3 separate regions of the Mus musculus genome follow, and regions 1 and 2 are each linked to region 3. A link is a contact called in public Hi-C and HiCAR-type data. All regions are on one chromosome and are shown on one strand. Each heading gives the region's core, a stretch centred on a gene start, on an enhancer-like site or on the middle of the called end of the contact. The rest is flanking DNA. Distances are from core to core; before and after follow the strand shown.

Region 1 (2,960 bases), core at 130-2,629, 740 kb after region 3:
ACCCTTTCAGGAACACAGTTTCATTTGTATTCTTAGACAGTGTGATTTAGGTACAAGGTGAAGCCCAAAAAGAATTTATCAGGGAGACAAGAGAAGATCACTTGATTGTCCAGAGGGGACAGGCATGCATCTTTTTTACCCTGGATGCCCATGGCCTGTTCCTCGGGTGCATTTCTTTAACAGACTAGAGAGCAGGTTCTGACGGAATGGTGTGATGTCAACAGGACCTTCAGAATGTTTGAGCCCATTTAGCTACTATCACCGCCCTCCTCACAGTTGTGAGACAGAGCTCTGGGTACACTCTGAATGTGCCTGGAAGGACTAGAGCTTGAGAGACCAGAGCAGGTGCTCACACGGGCGTCACCCAATGCTGTGCTAGGCTGAGTATCAGGCGCTGCGCTGTGTTTCTTCAGAGAGAGAGTCTTGGCGTATGTCAGGGATCCACTGGAGTCTCAGGATGGACAACTGGTGATACAGTGGGAACAGAATCAGGTTTTAGATTAGGGGAAACAAAACAAAAGGTAATGTGAGATAAAGGGGAAAGAGTGAAAACAGGGAGGGGGACAGTCAAGAGGAATCTTGTCCACCAATGACTGCCCTTGAGAAGGAGCCACAAGGAGGACAGTGTGGGCTACTTGGGCTGTATTTTTAACAAGATTTAATTGCCTGTGAATTTATAATGGCTCATAGACATATAAAGAGGTAATATCAAAGAAAACAGGTGTGTAAAATCATCCATACTGACCCAACTGGAAACATGACTGGCAATAGCCATTCTTCCCATTGGCAAACCCACGGTGGCCTAGCCACAGTCAGGGGACACACTCTACACAAGTCCACCTTCTCATGTGTAAAGCAGGTGGATTACAGTTCTTCACAGATTACAAGGACTACATGAGGTATTCTTTATGCACAGATTAAATTCTAGTTTCATAACGAATCAAAAACAGCGGCTGGAGAGATGGCTCGGTGGTTAAGAGCACTCAGAGGTCCTGAGTTCAATTCCCAGCAACCACATGGTGATTCACAACCATCTATAAAGGAATCTGATGCCCTCTTCTGGCACACAGGTGTATATGCAGATAAAGCACTCATCCATAAAATAAATAGATTTTTTTTAATTACAAAAAATAATCAGGAATGATGGCATGGAGCTCCATGGTGAAGTGCTTCCCTGCATGTGTGAAGTCCTACATTCAAGTCCCATTACCTCAAAAGAAGAAAAAAAAAAACTTTCAGCCACCATTAACTATTTAACCACTGCAACTTTTTATTTTTCTTTTGTTTTAGTAAAAGAAGACTACACAGAGATAGCCTGGAGTTGGAATCAAGCGGGGCTGTCTCCTTGGTTGGGAAACCAAAGACAACAGGATTCCATCATGTCCACACCAGTTGCCTCAGATACCACACCACGGCTTCAGAAGCCAACGAAAGGTCAAAAGAAAAAAGTGCCTGTGAAAGCAACGATAGGTGTGTGTCACCCTTGGCGCTTTCGCCCCTGGTCCCCAGAAGAATGCAGGGTGGGACAGTACAGCCCCTCCCTCTTCCCCAACCATTCTGAGTCAAGTTCTGCAAGGGCATGGCAAGGGCTGTCCTGCTGAGCCAGGAGGTCACTTCTTGTTCACTTTTTGTAGCTTCAGACAGAAGATCCGAGATGTCACCTGTCTCCTCAAAGGAGTCCTGCAAGCAGAATGATTCAGGGAAACAGGTGCCAGCGGACAGTGTTTGCTTGGCAAAAAAAGGTGCGTAGGAACTCAGCTCGAAGCCACCTTTGTAGATAAGCATATACCTGGTGGGGGAAGCATTCCTCTTGCTGTCTTCAGGTGTTACATGTAAATTCCTCACTAGGCTTGAGAAGGGGAGAGCCCAGCATTGGCCAAGTGGGTGCCTCTCATGGTCACGTGGGGTCTTCTGTTCCTGCAGCTCCACAGGTCACCAGTATTCTGGCTTCCAGTGATGGCTCTGCAGGGGATGTCCCTGAGCAGAGATCCAAGAGGAAAAAGGGCCAAAGAAAAAGAAAACTGGACAATATCAAGATGGGTAGGTGTCTGCCCCTTGACATTCTTTTTTTTTTAATATTTTTATTACATATTTTCCTCAATTACATTTCCAATGCTATCTCAAAAGTCCCCCATACCCTCCCCCCCACTTCCCTACCCACCCATTCCCAGTTTTTTGGCCCTGGCGTTCCCCTGTACTGGGGCATATACAGTTTGTGTGTCCAATGGGCCTCTCTTTCCAGTGATGGCCGACTAGGCCATCTTTTGATACATATGCAGCTAGAGTCAAGAGCTCGGGGGTACTGGTTAGTTCATAATGTTGTTCCATCTATAGGGTTGCAGATCCCTTTAGCTCCTTGGGTACTTTCTCTAGCTCCTCCATTGGGAGCCCTGTGATCCATCCAATAGCTGACTGTGAGCATCCACTTCTGTGTTTGCTAGGCCCCGGCATAGGCCCCTTGACATTCTTGTCCAAGTATAAATGCAACTTGAAATAGCATACCACTGTGCCTAGTTCCTCCCTCTTCCCAAACTCTTCTAAATCAAGTTTTACAAGGCCAGAGCAAGGGGTGTCCTGATGATCTAGGACATCAACTTTATTCTTCACTTTTGTAGCAATTGTAGATAAAAGATCAGCAAATTCATTTATCTCCCTGGGGTGTCTTACAGGCAGAATGATCCACAGAAAGAGGTACCAGAGAACAGCTGGAGCTTGATAAAATATTTCATTGTAACTCAATGTCTACTCTAATGTGTAGATAAGTGAAAGCAATTTCTGCCAGATGTTTCTAGATGTCACATGGAATTCTGAGAAGGGAAGAACCCAACCATGTCCAGGTTGTCTTCTTGTGGTCATGTGAGGTCTCTTCCTGCAGATCCAGAAGTCTGTGTCACTCTTGCCTCCAGTGATGCCTCGGCAGGGGATGTCCCTGTGCAGCGAACCAAAAGGAAGAGGGCTCA
Region 2 (3,151 bases), core at 92-2,591, 660 kb after region 3:
TTCATTTTCTTTCCAGAGCAGAAATAGCTATGGCCATCTTCCTTTTTAAATAGGAGAAACTCGAGACCTCAGAAACAACATCATGCACATATGAAGAAGTTTTTATTCTGTACATTCCTGTGTTGTGTTTCCATAAGCTATTTTACCTGGTCCTTTGGATACCTTGTAAGACCAACACTATTAAGTGACCCACAATATAGACAATGAAACAGGAACTGAAGAGGCTGATGATTCCTCATAGAGCTCACAAAGTAGGGAGGGGTGTCCTCAACGCTTGAGTGCAAAAAGCCATCTCCTGGCTCCCTGCCCGGCTACCTCTGTGTTTCTATCTGATTAAATCTTTCAGGCTGGTTCCATCCGGCCGTATTCCAAGCAACAGGTCCTGATGTTCCATGCCCCTGCCTCAGCTCCTGTCTACTAATGATCTCACTGTTAAGGCTGGCAAAGTTAGCTCAATGAACTGTACCTCATCAGATGCCTGACCATCCTGAGACCCAGCTGGCTCAACTCATCGGACGATGAGAAAATTAAATGTTCTATTGTCTAAGGAATGGGGAATGACGTGGTGTTTGGAGCATGCTCCAGTAGGGCCTTCAGTAAGCAATGTTGTTGGTGGTAATAAGACTACAGATAGGACCTGCTGGAGACAATGAGGAAATGCCATCTGCTTGAATTCTCCCATCTGATGAGGAGGATACCAAGGCCCAAGATTGGAAGTGAGTTGTCCATGGGTGTTCAGTCACATGGCACAGCTGGGGCTGGAAGCAGAGACCAGTATGTCCAGGGCTCTCTCTATGGATCACACCACCCATGGACCGCAACTCGGTTTCGCTCTGACAGTCATGGGAGTTTATATAACTGGAGCTCAGAACTCTTTTCTGTTTTCAAGCCTGATGACCTGTCCTTGGCCACAAGGAGCACTCTCCCCAGCCTCCTTCCCTGATACTTTCTCTTCTCTGAGGTCCCATTGCCATCTCTTCAACGCAGCTTCAATATGGAGACTTGGCATGCCAGGATCTAGCATATGACTTTGGTCTGATTTTAGAGTACACAGTATGGGCCTGGAAAATGTTTGTTCAGTCTATTCACAGATTCACAAGTAGGAATAAATCACCATTTTGGTGAAAAGACATTGAAACCACTAATAAAAATAGAATCAGGACTATGGTTTTCCTGGCAGTGTGCAAGTTCAGTGACCCCCTCACCCAGCTGCCAAAATAAACAGCACTGGGATTCCCATTTTGTACCTCGAGGGCGGGTGGTTCCCCCAAGATGGTGAGGGTTCGTAACTAGCACAGTGATTTCAGCTGGGGCTCTCCCTGCAACCCTTTGGCAGAGTCAGCACCAGCCACTAGATGTGCCGCCTCAGCCATTGCCCCACACTGCCAGCCCCGCAGGTGAAGAGCCTGAGCCGGGCCCACCTCAACACTAAACGTTATGGTTCTCAGAAGTTCTGCAACTCGTGATACTTGCATCCTCCTCACAAACCACAGGGCCGAAGACAGGGCTTTGCAGGCAGATGTGATTGGTTTGAGGCCCCTGCTGGGTCGGGCAGGGCTGGGGATGTTCTCCACTGCTGGGCAGAATGACTGAAGGAAGGATAGAAGCATCCTTTTGGAGGACAGTCATTTCTAAGCTTCATTTGGCTTCACTGGAGAAAAGCCTTCTGTTTGGGGCCTGAGATCTGCATCTCGTGTTTACGTGGAACAAGCTTTGAATCAAAGTCAGTAGCTGGAGGAACCTGCAATGCATTCTGGGCCCAACTGCAGTCTGACTGCACCCTCAGATAACTTCAGCTGACTCTCTGACTCCCTCTTGGGCTCTTCTTCCCCCGGAAGCTCCAGGCAGCCTGGGGAGCCCTGGAAGTCTCAGTTGAAGCCATGCTCTCTCACCGCCAGTACCTGAGTCTCCTCCCTCTGTGTTGATTGATACTTGAAAACTTAGATGTCCATGTGGCTGCCCCTCAGCAATAGAAAAGCCACTTTCTGGGTTACCTCTGGCTTACATTTCTTTCTTACACAATGGAGCCTCCAACGCTCAGTTGCTAGTGACCACAGACTTTACACAGGATCAGAATGGACTTCAGGTCCCCTGGACCTGACAGCAGGGACAGCCTCGGTGCACTCTTGGCTGGCAGACTCTCTAGAAGAAGCTCTCTAGAAGAGCTCTGCCATGCTCTCTGTCTGTGTCCATCTCCTAGCAACAAGAATTTAGTAGGATGGTTCTAAGGGTGAGGATGCCTCCTGTTCTTCATGAACCCTTCATGACAAGCAGGGACAACCTTTTCTCTTTTCTGTTCTTTTAAAAACAGAGCCTCCTTTATCATAGGCTGACCTTGAACTCACTTTGAAGACAGAAATGCCCTCAAACTCTTGATCCTGTACTTCCAGGTTCCAAGTGTTGGAATTAAGACATAAGACATACATGTCCCACCACTGGGAGTTTATGCAGTGCTAGAGCTAAAACCCAGGGCTTCTGGATAAGCACTCTACCAACTGAGCTTCATCTCCTTGCCCCTTTCCTTTCAGCTGTGGATCAGACCCATTCCCCCTTCTGTTCAGCATGTACTCTGGCCTCAGACTTTTGAAAAGCATCAGTGGCTTTGAATATGACCTGGGAAAGAGCAGAAGGGTAGGCCTCCAACCTTTCCCTTCTCTACTGCTGTGATCTGGGGGCCTCCCCTGTGACATTCCTTTGCTCTGCTGTTTGGGTTTTTTGTCAACTTGACATAAACCTAGAAAGTCCTGAGAAGAGAGCATCTCAATTGAGGAACTGTCGACAGCAGATCGGCCCATAGGCAAATCAGTGGGCACTCTTCTCTTAACTGATGGCTGATGTGAGAGAAAGCAGCCTATGTGTGGTGCCACCCTGAGCAGATGGTCCTGGGATGCATAGGGAAGCAGGCTGGGCAAGCCATGAGGAGCAAGCCAGGAAGCAGCACCCCTTCACGGCTTCAGTTTCTGCATTCAGGTTCCTGCAGCTTGCTTCTGTAGAGGCCAAGTGCACCAGAGCAAGTGCTTGATGGGACACAGGACCTCTGCTTGCAAGGACCTGGCAAGACCCGACTGTTTCCATCAGCATTCTAAGGACTGAACTTGCGATCTCTTACTAACAAATGACAGCCACACAGCACCCAGACTCTAGCCTCCTT
Region 3 (3,438 bases), core at 109-2,608:
CCATTTATGGGGCTGTCTGGGAACAAATTCTTGAATAATGAAATAGCAACCCACAGCTCCTGCTCACCTACACTATGCCCCCTGAGACTGAAAGAAAATTACCCACAATCCCCTGTGTTATCATCATCCTAATAATTTGCATGGGCAGGCATTGGTAGCAGGAACATGGCCTAGCCCAGTGGTCCTTGAGTGTGGTCTGACAATCCCTGGATATCTCTGAGATGTTTGCAGGTGCCACCTGAAAAATAAATGCCTGGTTTTCTGTGTGTGTGATGCAGGACTTTTGTGACAAACTAACCCAAAGGGCACCTCACAGCAAAGGCAAAGCTGAAAGCCAAGGTGTCTTTAATTAGGCTAGATATTCAAACAATTTGTAAAATGTAAGATAACTCTATTTGTCTAACTTATTTTATTTTTTATCTCCTTTTTGGATTTTGGAAATTGTGTGTATTTTCATGAAACTATTACTTTATGAGTTTATTATTATTTACAATGACTAAAGTACCAGATTTCTCTGTTTTAATTACCAATATGGTAAATTGCTAAATAGAACCACAAGGAAAGCTCCTCGGCAGTTTCACAGTTTTTTTTTTCTTTTTATATTTATTTATTTACTTATGTGTTTGTTTTTTTGTGTGTATGTGTATGGACACACATATGCCACAGCATGCATGTGGAGGTCAGGGGCACCTTGTGAGAGTGGGTTCTTTTCGTCTTCCATGTGGGTCCTAAGGCTCGAAGTCTGGTCATCAGGCTTAGTGGCAAGCACCTTTACCCACTGAGCCATCTCGTTGGTCCCTCAGTAGTTTTTAAGTGTAAAGGGGCTTAGGGACCTTGAAGTCTGAACAACACTGGTTTAAATCATCCACAGGTTCCGGGAAGCCCACTCTTAGCTGCCTGGTGGGAATTGGCAGACAACCTATGGCCTGATCGTTGTATTTACTCTAACTATATATTTTTTTTAAATTAGTTTTAGTTTTGGGTGTTTTACATTAGAGAGACTGGTGATTAGCTCTAAGATGGAATGATATTCTAAGGTCAGATTGCCTCACTTCTGAAGGTGCTTGAGAATGAGGAAACCGGTTACTTTCCTGATAACCCCTAAGATGTTAGACTTCTTCCCCCCCCCCCCCGACCCCCCACCCCCCGGAAGTCATGAGTGCATTGCAAAACTCTAGCTGAGCAGGGACTATGTCAAGAAGCCAAAGAAGTGAGTCTGTCATTGGTTCTTCATGAAATTCTGTCCTGTTTAGGCCTCAACACCAACCCAGTCCCTATTGGTCCTAAGGATCATGACAGAGAAGCCTCCTCCCACCCATCCCTGTGCTTGCTCTGACTTTCTTTCTCTGAGACCTTTCCTCTTTGGGCTTGGGCCCTCTGGCTTCTGTTTGTCCTGGAACCCTGGCTTTTCCTAGCAGGCTGTGACAGGCTACCCTGGATCTTGGTCTGTGTGCTGCTTTTGGCAGGAGTCTTTGTCCCAGCTCCAGCCCCATGCACTTGGATGCTGGCCACTTGGCCAGGCCAGCCCTGGCCCCATGGGATCCTGTGGAAGAGTTGAGCAGAGATGACAGGATGGAGTGGACTGTTTATAGAAGTCCCTCTGTATAGATTGGCATCCAAAGTGTGCTGTCATCTGCGGGGACCACAGGGATTTCTTCAGAGAGCCTGCCAGGGAGTGTGTTGTCTGCCAAGGGACTCCAGAGCAGCTGGAATCATGGTTTGTTTATTTCTTGATACTGTGACCATTTTTTATAAATAAGATCTTTTTATTTGAAAACTTAATTACTACTTTTACAGTCAAGTGTTGTGTAAAAGGTAACAACAATTACTACTTGCTACCATTTGTTAAGTCCCTTCAGTATGGCAGGTGAGGTGACTCACTCACTTCACAGTTATTTACTGGCTCCAACAATGAGCTAGACACCAAGGGACAGAAAGTAAAGCAGGTATTTGTGGAGCTTATAGTTTAATACAGGAGGACACACTGCATAGTAAAACACATATACGTTTATGGTACATCAGGCAGTGACAGACTCTGTGAGTAAAAATCAGACATAAAAAGTTGGAGAGAAAGAAGATGAAATTGTCTTTATGATGCCATGCTCTTATCGTTGAAAATCATCATAATTGCACAAAAATATGTTAGGACTAGTAAATTCAGTAAAGTTGCAGGTAAGATCAATATGTCTTTCTATGTTAAAATGCACAATCAAAAGAAAATTGAAATTTTTAATTATAAAATAAGCATGAAATGACAAAATACTAAGAAACACATTTTTCTTTCCTTTGTTCTTTTTTCTTCTTTTTTTCTTTTTTATTTCTTTTTTCTTTCTTTCCTTCCTTCCTTTCTTCCTTTTTTTTTTTTTTCTTTTGAGACAAGCTTCATTGTGTAGCCCTGGTTGGCCCAGAACTCTCTACATAGACCAGGTTGGCTTTGAACTCATAGAGATCTGCCTCCAGAGTACTGGGATTAAAACATGCACTATCATGCCTGGCTTACAATGTAAAATTTTTGTACACCAAGGGCGATTTCTTTCTTTCTCTCTCTTTCTCCTTCCTTCCTTCCTTCCTTCCTTCCTTCCTTCCTTTCTTTCTTTCTTTCTTCCTTCCTTCCTTCCCTCCCTCCCTCCCTCTCTCTTTCTTTCTTTTTCTTTCTCTCTCTCTTTTTTCTTTCTCTTTTCATTCTCTTTCTTTCTTTCCTTTTCCTTTTTCTTTTCTTTCTTTCTTTCTTTCTTTCTTTTTTTTTTTTTTTTGAGACAGGTTTTCTCTGTGTAGCCCTGGCTATCCTGGAACTCACTCTGTAGACCAGGCTGGCCTTGAGCTCAGAAATCCGTTTGCCTCTGCCTCTCAAGTGCTGGGATTAAAGGTGTGCTCCACCACTGCCCAGCGAATGATTTTTTTTTTTTTTGAATGTATCCCTCCAAATGTCTGTGTTGAAAGTTAAGGTCCACCACAGTCATTTTGAGAGGCGGGGCTTCTAGTATAGGTGATTAGACTTTGAAGACTCTGCTCCTGTATTAGTCAGGGCTCTCTCTAGAGGGACAGAACTGGTAGAATGGATGTCTCTGTATATAAGGGGTTCATCAGAATGGCTTACAGGGTGCGCTCCAGCTAGTCCAACAATGGCTGTCTATTAACGACAAGTCCAAGAATCCAGTAGTTGCTCAGTCCACCAGGCTCGATGTCTCAGCTGGTCTTCATTATGTGCTGGGATCCTAAAGTGCGCTCCAGTGCCAGTGAAGGAATGGATGGGCTTGCCAGTGAGAGCAAGCAGGCAAAGAGCAAAAGCTTCTTTCTTCCATGTCCTTTGTATAGGCTGCCACCAGACCAACCAGAAGGTGTGGCCCAGATGGAAGGTGAATCGTCACACTTCAGATGATTTAACTGAGAAAATTCCCTCACAGGTGTGCCTAGATGCTTGGGTTCTTGTCAGTTCCA

What was found. Hi-C and Micro-C count contacts between places; a contact is called where the count stands out from the background. HiCAR-type assays count read pairs that join an accessible place to other places.
Region 1: a Hi-C map of bone marrow-derived macrophages shows a contact between it and region 3, with 29 read pairs. The contact joins the promoter of Spdye4c here to the promoter of Acoxl in region 3. A contact is called at or near these places in 19 of 39 promoter capture datasets (the 3T3-L1 cell line, 3T3-L1-derived adipocytes, the C10 cell line and 13 more), 3 of 484 Hi-C or Micro-C datasets (the CH12 cell line, bone marrow-derived macrophages and nephron progenitors) and 3 of 9 other capture datasets (adipose tissue, embryonic stem cells and liver).
Region 2: a contact with region 3 is called in a HiCAR-type map of fibro-adipogenic progenitors, with 9 times the contacts expected there. The contact joins the enhancer-like site here to the promoter of Acoxl in region 3. A contact is called at or near these places in 13 of 39 promoter capture datasets (the 3T3-L1 cell line, 3T3-L1-derived adipocytes, the C10 cell line and 8 more), 1 of 484 Hi-C or Micro-C datasets (bone marrow-derived macrophages), 2 of 115 datasets of contacts at active chromatin or transcription factors (embryonic stem cells and fibro-adipogenic progenitors) and 1 of 9 other capture datasets (macrophages).

What each region holds. Positions count from the first base shown.
Region 1 is chr2:128,590,962-128,593,921 of GRCm38.p6, forward strand. It overlaps Spdye4c (speedy/RINGO cell cycle regulator family, member E4C), which reads left to right and starts at 1,380. Exons shown (of 9, transcript NM_001310641.1): 1 at 1,380-1,470; 2 at 1,635-1,742; 3 at 1,924-2,040; 4 at 2,876-2,960. The coding sequence starts at 1,380. It overlaps Gm36203 (a long non-coding RNA gene), which reads right to left and starts at 952. Exons shown (of 9, transcript XR_866725.3): 1 at 140-952.
Region 2 is chr2:128,515,585-128,518,735 of GRCm38.p6, forward strand. The region is part of intron 1 of Gm39928 (a long non-coding RNA gene); the gene reads right to left. Among named protein-coding and RNA genes, the nearest start is that of Gm39927, 4.7 kb to the right of the region's middle. Within about 2 kb of position 1,342, at least 8 of the 459 cell types and tissues checked have an H3K27ac peak or open chromatin away from gene starts, as enhancers often do. A contact at or near this core is called in fibro-adipogenic progenitors, where this site is marked.
Region 3 is chr2:127,853,270-127,856,707 of GRCm38.p6, forward strand. It overlaps Acoxl (acyl-Coenzyme A oxidase-like), which reads left to right and starts at 1,359. Exons shown (of 18, transcript NM_028765.3): 1 at 1,359-1,717. The coding sequence starts at 1,565.